3 separate regions of the Mus musculus genome follow, and regions 2 and 3 are each linked to region 1. A link is a contact called in public promoter capture Hi-C data. All regions are on one chromosome and are shown on one strand. Each heading gives the region's core, a stretch centred on a gene start, on an enhancer-like site or on the middle of the called end of the contact. The rest is flanking DNA. Distances are from core to core; before and after follow the strand shown. Region 1 holds the start of Trim30c (tripartite motif-containing 30C). Region 2 holds the start of Olfr67 (olfactory receptor 67). Region 3 holds the start of Olfr672 (olfactory receptor 672).

Region 1 (5,034 bases), core at 881-3,380:
TTTTTTTTTTTTTTTATTTGAGCCCATGTATTGCTGTGTAACAGGAAGTGAAACAGCTCCTCTCTTCTGAGGGGAGTACAAGGAGTTTGTCAGCTACACATCCCACACAAATGAGACATTTATGAAGTCCACTTTTAAATACACTCCCCCAGCCTCCTCTGGGTGACAAGCCTTTGATTTGGCTTCAAGACTTTGAGCTACTAGCACTAATGAATTCACTTCATTATAATTTGAGTTGAGTCTTCGCCATTTCCTGGTTGATTGGAACTCTGGAAAACGTAAAAATGTTTCTTTCCTGATGATGAAATTTCAAGATGCTGATGTCATATGAGAAATGGTCCTTTTTCAAATACTTCTGGCAAATAAATTGTTCTAGGCTTTATATACTGAGTAGTATTATCTGGAGCAGCTTAATGTGTACTGCCTAGACATTTTCAAAGTTAAAAATTGACAACTCTAATATGTGCATTTTAATATCTCCTTATATATAGTGGTAAACAGGTATTTCCCTAGTTCAAAACACAGGTTTCCACAACTAAGAGCTGGAGAGAGCAAAGGGGAAGAGGATGGGCTGGTGACAACCTTCAAAGCCAACCTGGACACCAGCAGGCCTGACCTGTGTCTTCTGTTGTCTACATTAGCTTGCGTGATGCCTGGATTCTTTGCTCCAAGTCCCCTTTTTTTTTTCTTATTTCTCTAGGTCTTTCTATGAGCAGATATCTTTCAGTCTTTTATATCATTAAACTCAATCAGGTGCTTATTTCTTGAACAGTAGAAAAGTCCTGGGGCAGTAATGTTTACCTGTAATCTCTGCAGCTGTGGAGGCTGACACTGGACAATTCCATGAGTTTAGGATGAGATCTATAGGGACATCATGTTCCAAAGGAATAGAAATCTGACACTTCCTGAAAGTGTGCTTCTCCAGTGTTTTTTCTCTCTCATACTCCCTCTGTCTCTCCCTGTGTCTGTCTGCCTGCCTCTGTCTGTCTCCCTTTCTTCCTCTCTCCCTTTCTCCCTTTCTTCCTCTCTCTCTCATTCAAGTACTACAACTTCTAAGAAAAGTGTGTTCAGTGAAGCAGTCAGGTAGAACAGATATTATTATAATCATTTGGCATAGTAAAATACAAAAATCATCTAAGGCTAGTGGCAAATTTCCAAGAACAAGTTAATACATTTTTATGATCAGTTGTTGTTTAACATCTAGTACCTGATTTTCTGTAAATCTTCAAAGCATATATTTGAAGTATTTTTATTCTTTTTATTTAAGGCTTTCTTAAACAATATACGAAAGCCTATTTCCAATGATACATGTGCAGCCATGTAAAATTTTATTGTTGGGAAAGTTTTTAGTTATCAATTCTATCTTATGCATGATTTATAAAGTGAAATGTTGGTTTTTCCAGAGATAAGGCCATGGTTAGTGACCCCATCTCAAGGGATGGTTTCTTACCCATTATTCTTACTTAAGATCTTAGCCTAAGCTATCAGGAACATCTTGTAAATAAAAAAATGAATAAAAAAGATAAAACAGATAAATTGCCATGAGAACTAGGGCTCAATATTTTATTTCAGCCAAGAGTTCCACAACTGGTTCTAGGAGGCCTCCTTCTTTTGAAGTTTTCACCTCAGTCTGTGGAACTTGTCACACAGATTCTACTGAGGTTGGAGTGGCATACATGAATAGGTAGCTGCAGGAAGGTCAGGACTTCTAATCACAGGGACAGAAACATAGGGAATGAATCCATAGAATCATGGGTAAATCCATTATTACTCAGATAAATCTTAAACTTTTGTTTTCAAACTCTGCCCTGGCTCTACTTTTGAGGGAGAGCAGTTTCTCTCTTGGAGCAGGAGATTCATGTGCAACTCAAAATTAAAGATTAGGAAAGAAGAGAGTAAATTTGGAGAAATAACCGGATCTCTTCAGCCCATGAGAGCTATTTCCCCAGGCCACCCTTCCCTCTGACTCCTAGGCCCAGAACACTCAGCAGAAAGCCAGCAGTTCTCCACCTCCCCTTCCTTCTTAGTTTCAAATTAAACTCACCAAAGCAGAGACAGTGCTTTCTTCTAAATTCCTCCCAACTCTGCAGTCTAATATTGTTCTCACACCTTCAAACACCAACCAAATGACCCAGAATCATGGAGAGGAGCAAAGTCTATACCCTGAGAACTTAGTCACTAAGCTTCTAAGAATTTAGTCACGGGCTCTGGTGAACCACAAGAGAAATGAAAGTTAAGACTTTGAGGGGTGGAACTGAGAAAAAGGAACCACAGAACTATCAACCAACAGGGTGGTACCCCATTATTAACTGGGGTTTTACTACCAGAGGGAGTCAGTTGCCTTAGGTCAGCTCTGCCTTCCAGTAACTTGGGACATTTTCAGAGCTACAGGAACTTGTTATGTCACTTGTTCAGACTCATGATACAATCATCCAAAAAGTTCCTGACCCTCTGGAAATCTGCCTGTGATGGAAAGAAAGCTTTCCCCATGGGCTTCTCCTGCACCTGAGCTCCTGTGCTGGCTTTGCCTAGGTGGCAAGTGTGGCCCAAAGGGAAGGAAAAAACAAGACTAGGGACAGAAAGCTGCAGTGTTCCTCTGAGGTTGGAGCTGGACTCTTGTAGGATGAGAACAGGAAGGAAGTTGCAGTTCAGGGAAGCTGCCACACAAGCAAGATTCCTCATCCATCAGGGACAGGATGGGGAGGAGTCATGTGCAGAGCCAGGCAGAAATACCTCACTACCCTCACAGCAGAGAGAGTAGTGAGTTGCAGAGGGCTCTCCAGCTGCCCCATGATGTCCCCAGATTATGTATTCTGTGGCTGAAAAGACCTAGTCCTTTCACAGTGTTGATCTGACCCATGCATTCATTTCCCCCTTCCAGGGCTCCCTCACCAGAATGTCTTAGTTGTTTCCATTTGATTTAGGATTTGTATTAAAGAGCAACAATACTGATGTAACATTCCCTGACTAGAAGGTAGAAATCTGTAGGGTTGTGAATGGGCTTCTCTGGGCCTAGTGTTCACCTAGAACCTAAGTGATGGAGCCCAGTGATGGAACCTAAGCGCTGTACTAAATCAGGTGTGGAGACACACACACGTGTCATCTGTCGTCCTTACTCTTCTACTATTGGGATAAACACCATGACTAGGGCAAGTTATAAAGAAAGTGTTTGACTTGGGGCTCAAGTTAAATGGATTAGAGTTCATGACCACCACAGTGGAGAGCCTGATAACAGGCAGGGAGACACAGTGCTGGAGCAGGAAGTGAGAAGTCACAACTTGAGACACTATCTTGGCACAAACCTGAGGCAGAAAGAGAATGGTGGTGGTGGTCAGAATCTATTGAATCCTGAAAGCTTGCACCCATGCCATACCTTCTCCAAGAATGCCACACTCCTAATCTTTCCTGAACAGTGTCCTGATAACTGAGAACCAAGTATTCAAAAATCTTAGCCTCTGGGGCCATTGTTATTCAAACCAGCACAGGATGCCCCTGCCTTGCAGCTGGCTGCATGAGGATCAGGAGCTCAAAGCCATCCTCAGCCATGGTGACGTCAGGACGGCGTGGGAAACACATGAAACTTTCCCAAGAGAAAAGGAAAGGAGAAAGAAAGGGAGGAGTAAACAATGAAAGAAAGAATGAATGAAAAGAAAAATAAAAAAGAAATAATTAAATAAAGAAAGTCAGTTGTGTGAGGGAACAATGAAGAAACCTGTGCAGTCACCATCACTTGTCTCAACCCCACTCCTGTTTCCCTCTCTCATTATTTCCCTACATTCTCAGATCTACTGAAATATGGGATAATGAGTGACAGCAGATATGAACCTGTAGTTTGAATTCATTTCACATATATGATGATCTTTCTTCTTCCTTCTCTTCTTCCTTTGAGACAGGCTCTCAAAGTGTACCCCAGCCAGACTCTAACTGAACTCTAGCTCCCTCAGCCTCACAGTGCTGGGATCATGGGCTTTTGCTGTTGTTCTTTAATTTGGTTTTTGACTTTAAGGGATTGAAATCTAGGCACTGTGGATGCTGAGCTACTCTTCCATCACTAGCTATACCCCTAGTCTAAACTACACATTTGCATGAACACATGAGACTCTACTGTTGTTCTTACTGTGACACAATTGCTGGCAAGAAATGTTATGGTGTTCCCATCCTTCTGATGTGTAACTATTTATGCCAAACACTAACAATTTGTTTTTGAGGCAGGGATTTACTCTATACTCAATCCTGGGCTAGAGCTCTCTAAGTTTTCAGGACAGTCTCTAATTCCAGGGAATACTACTTTCTCCAACTCTCAAGTACATGGATGAGAAGCAAGGGCTACCATGTCTCTGTATTTTCCACATTTTACTCACCCACCGTCTTCTCTGTTTGTTCTTAAGGCTTGTTCGGGAATTAAAACTATAAAATTCCCAGACTATTATCTAGCTCTGCATGAACATTCTCTGCAGACAGAATTCCACTCCTAACTCTGCAAAACTCAGACACTGTCCTTCAAGTCTGCCATCACCCTCTGACCTCAGTGAGAGGATGGAGTTGACCAGGCAAGCACAACACTAGCCACACTGTTAGTGAGCAGTGTTACTGTGTATGTGATTATAACTGTGTGCAATACCCATTGATATTCATTTCTAATAGAGGAAAGGGATTCCCATGGAACATGATTATTAAAGCAATATTAAACAAAAGAACCCTGGAGACTTATGAACTTAAATGCTTAATTTTATTAAATATAAACATAGATTCATATTTTGATAAAAGTAAAAACATCTATGAATACATACTCCAGATTCTCTCATTCCTCTTCTTTGAAACTAATGAGTCACTTTATTAATGATAATAACAGTGTTTACACACTTGAAAATGCACATGCAGTAAACAGGATGTATTAGATCTATGACTATGTCTGAAATTCTTTCTTGGATTCACAAAGCTCCTGCAATCAGCTCCAGGATCCCTTACCATAAAGCAGAATTGAGAAAGTGATCAGACCATTAAGTATTTTCACCAACAAAATCAAGACTTCAA
Region 2 (5,034 bases), core at 1,361-3,860, 610 kb before region 1:
TTACAAGTTTTACATGAGGGAATAAAAGGAAAAGGCAATACATTGCCAGACTAAGTGCACAGGTACATGCGTACATGTGTGTGTGTGTGTGTGTGTGTGTGTGTGTGTGTGTGTGTGTGTGTGTGTGTGTAGGTAACACACAGCATAGACATCAATATGTGACTGCAAATTGATAGGCAGGTCCAAAATTTTCTCAATGCAGACGGCAAAAACTTTATTCCCAAAATGGCACATGGAGTTACAAAATGATTATCAATCTACTTAATAGAGAAAACCCTTTGCCAACTGTACATCCAACAGGAAATTAGTACTCTGAATATGTAAAGAGCTCAAGAATCTAAATAGGGTAAAAGAACGTCATCACTTAAATATATGGGCTATTGGACTGAATAGACAGTGGTCAATAGGAGAAAGGGGGCAATGTTTGAGAAAGTGTTCAACATTCTAAGCCATCAAGAAAATACAAATGGAAACTGTTTTAAGGTTTCCCTGAATCTCCATCAGATAACTGATACTTTGACTTTCACAGGAAAGTGAATGCCACTTGTGACTAATATGTTAAGCAAAGGAAGCCAGAATCAGAAATACAAATATTGCATGTTTCCTGTCATATGTAGAATATCAGTTTAAATTTGCATGTAGATATATGTATGCTTATAATATGTAGGTCATCAAAATAGTGGTATTGTTCATAGATAAGAGAATGAAATGCATGTTAATCTATTGAGTCTAACAAAGAGTCCAAGTTCTGTAAGATATTGATATCAGAGGAAGCATGTATCATTGTAAATTTATTTTTATTTCCAAACTTAAATAAATAAAAAATAGTGGAGAAAGAAAATGGAGGAAGAAAAAAATAGAGTTAGTATTATGAAAGAGGAGTAAGTGATATAAAGATAGCAGAAATGGTGTTAAAAAGATTGTGGAATAGCTATGTCAGGAATATATATGGAAACTTTTGGTAAGACAAAAGGACCCGACTATGTGGGATGCGGAAAAGCAGGGGATAGGAAGGATTATACTTAGCATACAATGATATAGATGGAGCTGCATATAATGATATAGATAGTCAGAACTAAATATAATAGTAGAGCTGGGTAGATAAGTTACAATAAAACACATTTGTGTGTGCTTAACCAAAACAATAACTAACAGAGTACCAGATGCTTTTTGTACCTTGATTCCACTACAATTGTGTCCTGTCCACTATAATTAAGCGTCCTAACTGTGCACCAAGGCACTGTATTGTCGCCACCTTTCTTTGTTACTATATGCAAAGTTACCTCCTTTATCTGATTGAAATATTAGGCACTTCTTATTTAATTACAGTTAAATATATAAGGCAGTGTCTGCCTATATGACTTTAGCATAAATTGGCATGAAGCTCTTTACAAACAATGGACATTTATGGATCTGCCCCCTTCACATAAACCAACCAGTGAATGGGACTTAGCTGGGAAGTAGAACAATCTCCATGGGGGGAGGGGAAATCATGGTGTAAAGATGTAAGGGAGGCAAACAGATCCTTCAGATTTTCCCTGTTGGTGGGAAGCTTTAGCCATCACTAATCTTTTATTTTATTTGTCTTGCACTGTGGGATTAAGATTTGGAATTAATTAAAATGTTGGTCTGTGCTCTTTGTAAAATGCACTATGACTGTATTGATTGCACAGTCCAGCTGAACCTGCACACAGTTGGACCTGAGCACTATCCACTAAGATGTACTTGGCTGTGTGCAGAGACTGTTACTTACTTGAATTTTAGTTCTCTTGCTGATAAATTACCTAAAAATTTAGCACCATTGTAAACCCATTCTCTTGTTAGGACTTCAGGATAATAACTACAAAAATCACATAAATCTCTATTTATTGCAGCAACAAATGACATAAGAGCACACATAAAATTACCAACATTAATAATAAAATCAATGTTAATTTAAACAATTGTTAACTTTCTGGGCTTCAGATTAAATCTGTTTATAACATAATCCTCAAACCAAGACACATTATCTTACCCTGGCTATAACAATCAATAGTCTAAAAATATCAATTGTGTTTATAATAGTCAGTGAAGGAGGCATCGCTTTAAATTAGACGGTCGTTCCTACCAATATAAGACCATCATCACTTTTCAGAGTTAACATCTCCAAGTCTCCGTTTTTTAAATACACATCAGGACTGGTACCTGATGTTATAAGGCTCTATATATTTATGAACATGTTCTTGAATTCATTCTTGAATATATAAGGTTTGTCTTTATTAAAATGTTTAAACAACTAAGCTTTATTTTAACCACTGGAAATTTATCACACCTATATTCAAATCCTGGTAGAAAAATAAGAGACTATTGTATAAATACAATATAAATATGGAAACATTGTGACTGATGACTAAATCTCTCAAAATAGAACTACACCACCATTGCAGATCAACTTGACTAAGTTAGGTGTTGTACTCTTATGGGTCAGAACTGCAGAAAACATGACTTAAGTTTCTTCTGTCATCTGCTTCAAGCTTCCTTTGAACATAACTTTGCACTTACTTGTTTCTGTTTAAAATCTGAAGACATTTAACAGGAGAAAGAGTAAAAGCAAGGAGATTCTATGAGCCTAAACAACAAATCTGGATCATTTATTTATACCTCGTTTTAGACATCTCTTGGGCCCTAGACGTTTAGCCCAAGAGCATTGAGTTGTATCATAGAAGAAATGTCCAGTACTGGCTCCTCTCTTGAGAACTTTCCTCCTCCTCCTCCACAGTCTGAGAAACATTTCTTCTGGTTAGCATTTCCAGACAGTAAAATTGATACATATTCCAGTTTTTTTTTTTTTTTTTTTTTTTTTGCATGTCAGAGATTTGTACTAGCACAATCGTATCCTGTTCCCTGGAGGGATCTACTGTAACAGGTTCTAAATACCATTTAGGGAGGAAGTGCTGAATGAGTTTTTGAAGCCACTATAATGAGTTCCTTTTTTTAAAATCACATGTTCCTTCAAATCTTAAGTCTCTTTGTCTTTCCTTCTGTTCCCTAGGTTACATGACAGAATTATTCAGGATTAGAAGGGTCCAAAGATGCAAAAAGATGACATAGAAATCTCTTTTGACTTTTGAGTAACATTTTTTTATTATTTTAGCTTCTTATTATTTAGTTAATTAACAATTAATTAAGATATTAATTTTTGTTTTTGTAAAGTGTGTCTGTATGTGACTATATGTTGCATGGAGGTAAGAGGCATCAGGTTCCCCTGAACCAGGAGTTAAAGGTTATTATGAGCTTCTATTTTGTTTTGTTTTTCAATTTTTTATTAGATATTTTCTTCATTTACATTTCAAGTGCTATCCTGAAAGTTCCCTATACCCTCCCCCGACCCTGCTCCCCTACCCACCCACTCTCACTTCTTGGCCCTGGCTTTCCCCTGTACTGGGGCATATAAAGTTTTCAAGACCGAGGGGACTCTCTTTCCAATGATGGCCAAATAGGCCATCTTCTGCTACATATGCAGCTAGAGACAGGAGCTCTGGGGTACTGGTTAGTTCATATTGTTGTTCGACCTATAGGGTTATTATAAGGCTAATGTGGATGTTGGGAACTAAACCCCAGGCATCTCTTTAGCCCAATTACCTAGCTTTCTTATAAAGCCCAGGATTACCTGCTTAAAGATGGGTCCTCAGTGTGCAGGGCTCTCCTTCATCAGTTAACCATCAAGGCAATCTTCCAGAGCAATGCACACAGGCCAATCTCATCTAGTCCATTTCTCAATTGAGATTATCTTCTAGGATTACTCTAGGCAGCCTCAGGTTGTCAACTAAAGCTAACTGGGATAAACTGTATCACCACCTTTTTAAGGTCATTTCTCTAATGATCCTGTTGCATACCAGTAGGGGGCAGAAGTGTTCCGCTGATTTCCGCCCTCCTCCCCACCCCCCCACCCCCCTTATTCAAAGATGCATGAAACAAGCCTACTTCTAAAAGTGATCAGGTCAACTAGGGTTTTGGCAGCGCTGAAAATATAGATAAGAACCTCCTACAAACTATGTGGTAATACCAGACAGCACAGTTAACCACAAACTTAGGAACCTTGCTATCAATGCACATGAATAGTATGCCTACTCATTTTTTAATGCTCTCTTTTTTACTCATAGTTTCTCCATTAATTTATTCACTGCATATTTCATAACATATGCATAAAGAATATCCTAACCTTAACTTTTCTTAAATTCTAAATCTAAATCTAATTTTAAATTCTAAATCTTAAATTTTCTATTTAATATTATTTTCTAGTTTAATATTTTAATTATTATTTAATACTATATTTAAATTATTTCATATTTTATAATACATAGCAACATAATAAAGTATACATGAATAGTTCACCTATTTAATTGTGGCCTTCTAAGGTTTCTGAGTAGCTGCCACCAAAATTTCAACTATTTAATTGATATAAGACAAAAATAGTCACTTTCAAGTGAGTTTTGTTTTGTTGTTTAAAAAATCTCCCATTATTTATGGGACCACAAAAAAATAAAATCAATCATAAAGATGACTGTAAATCAATAAAGCAGAAAATAAAATGACAAAAACTCATCTTTTAAATGTATTTCTTATAATTTCTGGCAAATAATAATTGTGTGTTTTATGTAATACACTGTATCCATAAACTATAGAAAGAGATAATCCAGCCAATTAATTACCTACCATCTCACCAAGTTAACTTTCTTTCTTTCTTTCTTTCTTATTTATTTATTTATTTTGGTTTTTTTTTTAGAGATAGGATTTCTCTGTGTACTCCTGGCTGTCCTGGAACTTACTCTGTAGACCAGGCTGGCCTGGAACTCAGAAATATGCCTGCCTCTGCCTCCCAAGTACTGGGATTACAAGTTAACTTTCAAGTGATGATAAAGTCCTTTTTTTTTTTTTTTAAGAAAATAGATGGAAATAGAGCTCATCATGCTAAAAGATAAGTCATATTGGAAGACAAGTGTGATATGTTTTCTCTTATATGTGGAAAAAGGAAGAACATCAAAATGGAATATT
Region 3 (5,034 bases), core at 1,577-4,076, 600 kb after region 1:
GGACGGAGGATGAGTTAAGTGTTTGCTCAGTTTTCTCTCACCAAGGCTTAGTGGATCCCTGACCAGTCCTCTGATTACTGTGCATTTCTAGAATGCATGTTATAGAGACATACTTGGAATGAGCTCTAAACTCTTGTCTATAGGTGCTTCGTCTAATTGGTGTGTGCACACGCATGTGCGCGAGCGCGCGCACGCACGCGCGCGCGCGCACACACACACACACACACACACACACACACACATTCTGGAAGACCTGGTGCTGTGTAGCAAGTAAAATTAAAAGATTTTGTTAAACTTTTTGCCCTTGAGACAAAGATATCTTTGTAGAATTTTGTCGGTTCATTATAGGACTGTGAAAATCAGCCTGGTTCCTTGTCGAGCACAGGCTGGAAACCCCAGTGACCCTGAGATACAGCAGGGTCAAGTAGGCTCCTGACAAGAGGCCAAAGCCCTCCATAGATTTGTGTCCTTCAGTCACATAAGGCCAATGCCCCAAGTCTCCACAGGTAGAGGATGCGATCACAGGTCACGTAGCCTCAAGACAGATGTCCATTTTAATGAGGTACCTAAAGGCCTAGAGGCTTAGCCAATGAACTCCCCTTTCTAAACATTCCTCCCTGCAAAAGGTATTTAACCTCATGACCTCCCTGACAAAGTGGGGTATGGTTTTATTCCTCTACTTTACTCCATGACAATAAATGTCTTAAAACCATGTACTGCCTCTTTTCATTGGGTTCTCCAGTGGGGAGCAATGGAGCAGGCTTTTGCCTAAAGAGCTGGCCATCTAACATCCTGCAGAAGGCCTCTCAGTGTTCCCAGCAATGGCTTCCACCAAGCCAAGCTACCTGCCTAATAAGCCAAGAACTCTCTCTCTCCCTGTGGAATTCAGCCTGAGCTCTCAACCTTTTCTCTGGATTTTCAGGGGTTCCCCACTCCACTCTCAGCTCTTCTGCAGCATCCAGTGGTGCCTGGGTGCCCAGGAGCCTGAGAAACAGATGGTCCCAGCCTCCCCACAGGCCCCAGGATTCCTGAGCCAGCTCTGGCCATCCCTGGGACCTCAGACTGTGCTCCACCCCCCACCCCCCAGGGCAGTGTCCCTCTGCTTCCCATGGCCTAACACCTGCCCCAAGTCAGCATGGGGTAAGCACACTCAAAACTTGCCAAGTCCTGCCTCCAAGAGCAGCTTGAGCCCTATGGCTGAGTAATTGCAGGGACCCCCTTCACCCTACTGTTCAATATAAAGATGAAATTCATTCTGTGCACGAGAGGCTTCCTGATGGCATAACTACAAGTTTTCTTTCCTCGTTTTACCTCTTTGTACTTTAGTTCTATACACTTATTTCTCCATTGTATTTTTTTGTCATCTGGGAGAATTTCTTCTTGCTTGGATTCAAAGTGAAGGTTCTCTCATGCTTGACACTATGTAATTGCTGCAGTTGGATCTTCAAAAGTGAGAAGAGATTATGAAGTGATATTGATTTTTTTCAATCTTTTTCCCATCATTACATAATGATGGGAGCCAATTTCATCATAAAAGAAACTGGAATTATGATTGATTTCATTGATCCATACTCCTGGAACCCACATCTTAAACAGTGCTTTCTCAACCCCCAGTGCAACCATGATAAACAGTGAAATCATTACACCCCTCCTCAATAATCAGTGGATTCTTTATAAAAGTCTTGTTTATCAATCAATAATATTTTATTCAGAATTGGAACAAATATTTGCTAAAATACATAGCTTATTTACTGCCCATGAATACGGAAACATTGTGTGTTTAGCATAATATTCTGTAATGTGTTTATTCTATTTAAGCTTATTTATACATAAGTTCTTTTCTTAATAAAAAGAAAAAACTAGAAGAATACAAGTCATAAGCTCACTGTCAAACTTCCTTGCAAAAAAATATCACCACACGATCTCGAATCTGTTTGGTTCTCACCCCATAAATAAGAGGGTTAAGAGCAGGGGGAATGATCACATATAAGTTAGCAAGGAGGATGTGGATATATCGTGGAATATTGTGTCCAAATCGATGAGTCAAGAAGGAGAAAAAGGCTGGAGTGAAGAAAGCCAAGATCACACACACATGGGAACCACAGGTATTAAGAGCTTTGAGTCTGGCTTCCCAGGATGGGAGTTTAAATACAGCATGAAGAATTTTCGCATAGGACAGAGCAATCAAAACAACATCCAGAAGTATCATAGATATGAGTATTAATCCAAATAATACATTAACCTTGATGCTGACACATGCCAGTCGAGCAATGCCCATGTGCTCACAGTATGTGTGTGGTATGATATTGTGTCCACAGAATGAAAGCCTTAGAATGAGAAATATAAGTGGAAAAACCAAAATGAAATTTTTAAATAGTCCAACTCCAACAATAATGCAGATTGTTCTGTTGGTGAGGATAGTGTTATATCGGAGAGGGTTACAGATGGCAATGTAGCGATCAAAGGCCATAGCTACAAGCATGAATGTTTCGATGCCTGTAAACAGATGTATGAAAAACATTTGAGCTACACAGTCCCTAAAGGCAATCTTATGGAAGCCAAACCAGAATATACCGAGTGCTCTGGGAACAGTTGCTGTAGACAGACCCAAGTCAGTAACAGCCAGTATGGCCAGTAAGTAGAACATAGGTTGGTGAAGGCTGTGCTCTAGATAGATTACAAAGAGAATGATGACATTCCCTAGGACAGCAATAAGATAGACTGTTCCAAATGGCAAACCAAGCCAGAACTGCAACTCTTCCAGTCCTGGGATTCCCAAGAGCAGGAAGGAAGAAGGATGAATCCATGAGCTGTTGCCTGGTGACATGTTGTCAGGAGTCTCTGATGGGTATATTCATTTGAAGGAATCTACACAGGACTTGACAACACTTTATCAGCACTAATAATGAACAAGAACAGAATGGAGGTCATTAGTGTTCCTTCTCACTGAGTGTACTTCATATTTTCTCTCTTTCTTTTCACTCATGTAAATGGAATATGAATGTGAATATTTCTTAAGAAATAGATGAATATTTAAACTCTGTTCCATATAACCTAAATGAAGTTTTTTCTTCATGTAGACCAAGTCTTGTGTGGATATGAACCTAACCAGGTCACACAGGCTTCTGTATAGGCTTCAACATTTTGAAATATATATTTATGAATTGTGGGGAGGTATTATCCAACTGATAAATGATTACAAGATCAGACCACAGATAATATTGTAGCTTTCCAAAATATCCTTCAAATGGCACTTATATAACTAGAAATGTGAGTAAAAAAACATATGCCATGGCCTACTTTCACATATAATCAATGGAAATCTTCCCTGCTCCTTAACTTGCCTGTAAATAACTATAAGCAGGGACAATGCTAACCAAACAACATAGGCTATCAACTAAAGACCCAGTGCCATGTATGGGTTACCTCTTTTTTGAATGGTTGTCTACAGGCTACTGCCAGTATTTTTGGGTACCCTATAGAACATCATGATAAGATACTACTGCTGAAAACATCACCCATTGGAATTATATAACATAAAATAACCAAGCCAGTACTGACCTGGAAGCTCCATCCCTCCTGAATAATTTTCAAAATACTCGTAGATCCTATGTACACTACAAGAGAAAAAAATAAGCAAGCATCTTTGACATCTAGTAACAATTGGCCTGGCAAGATAAACCCACTAGTGCAATAGCATGGTAATAACCAAACATTTTTTCATTTGATTTAAAGCCTGTTCCAGAAGCTGAAGAAATGGCTTGGTGATTAAGAATGCATAGTGAACTTCCAGAGGACCCACGTTAGTTTTCCACCACTCATATAAGGCAGCTTACTATAACCTAATACTCCAGCTTCAGGGGAATGTGCCCAAACCTCTAGTCTCCATGAAAACTGAATTCACATGCATGTACGCACACACACAAGAGAGAGAGAATTTTAGTAATAATAAGGCCAACTCCACAAAACAGAATTCATGCCTGGTGCCATTAAATGGGTCTAAAATCCATGACCGGTCAAGTCATACCCCTATAGAAGAACCTAATACTAAATGAACATTGTAATATTCTTATCTTTATATCCATAGATCTGATTATTTCCCAACACTTACCAAAGAAGAAGAAAACAGATTATATATGCATATGTGAAATTCTTACGTTTTTAAAAACTATAATAACCCTTTTGCTTTTTCTATATTTGTGTTGATTTTTATATTGTCACCAATGGGTAAAGATCATTATTTTGATCTTTGAAACCAGGATTATAACTTATGAGGCCATGGTTTCTAAATATTCAATGCAACATTATTGAACTTGGATATGAAGTTATTACTTTTTGAGAGACTAATTCAGCCTTTAAGCACTAACCCTTGGACTTTCATTTATGTCTTCTATTCCTCAAGTCTATGTTATGTGCTTACTTCTTTTCAAAATAATCCATATTATTGGTTCCCACGAGGGAAAGAGTAAATGATATTGCTATTGTCGTCATCATCATCACTACCATGAGAATTAAAAAATTTGCTACTCAAAAGGAAGGCAAGAAGCAGTATAGTTCCTGAATTAATGAAATTCCCTCACATATGGGCCAAAGGAATACCTCTACCATCAACATGAAGCTGTTTTATGACATCTTGATAGTTTCTGGCTCCTTCTCAAAGTTCTCCCAACCCCTCCTCACCAAGCACCATGGATTATGCTATATTATAGTTCAAGTGCTTTATTCTTCATTTGTTTCTTGGGCTGCATCTCTCATTATAATAAGCACTGCTTGATTTCTCCCAATTTATTCCTGAAATGGTTTGTATTACTTCTGATGTCTCTTACAATTGTAGTCAGTTTAAATTCACCTGAGGTATATTCCCTCCAATCCTATTCTCCAGGACTTGATAACGATGTCACATTTTTAAATAAGGACCAAAGGTGAGAGGCTTGCTGAAAATAATCTACGAACAGTCGACCCTTGAATTAGCTAAAATAGTATTAATAATAAAAAAACAGAACACATTTCTATGAGCCAAGGAAAACAGGATGC

The links. Promoter capture Hi-C pulls out the DNA fragments that hold promoters and counts their contacts.
Region 2: a promoter capture Hi-C map of pre-B cells shows a contact between it and region 1, with 9 times the contacts expected there. The contact joins the promoter of Olfr67 here to the promoter of Trim30c in region 1. A contact is called at or near these places in 3 of 39 promoter capture datasets (the HPC-7 cell line, pre-B cells and stem cell-derived epiblast-like cells).
Region 3: a contact with region 1 is called in a promoter capture Hi-C map of hippocampal neurons, with 5 times the contacts expected there. The contact joins the promoter of Olfr672 here to the promoter of Trim30c in region 1. A contact is called at or near these places in 7 of 39 promoter capture datasets (the 3T3-L1 cell line, 3T3-L1-derived adipocytes, hippocampal neurons and 3 more).

The regions. Positions count from the first base shown.
Region 1 is chr7:104,398,648-104,403,681 of GRCm38.p6, forward strand. Trim30c (tripartite motif-containing 30C) reads right to left here and starts at 2,131. Exons shown (of 8, transcript NM_001378693.1): 1 at 2,045-2,131.
Region 2 is chr7:103,789,220-103,794,253 of GRCm38.p6, forward strand. Olfr67 (olfactory receptor 67) reads right to left here and starts at 2,611. Exons shown (of 2, transcript NM_013619.3): 1 at 2,542-2,611. RefSeq lists a silencer at 3,758-4,684.
Region 3 is chr7:104,994,076-104,999,109 of GRCm38.p6, forward strand. It overlaps Olfr672 (olfactory receptor 672), which reads right to left and starts at 2,827. Exons shown (of 1, transcript NM_146760.1): 1 at 1,889-2,827. The coding sequence starts at 2,827. The coding sequence ends at 1,889.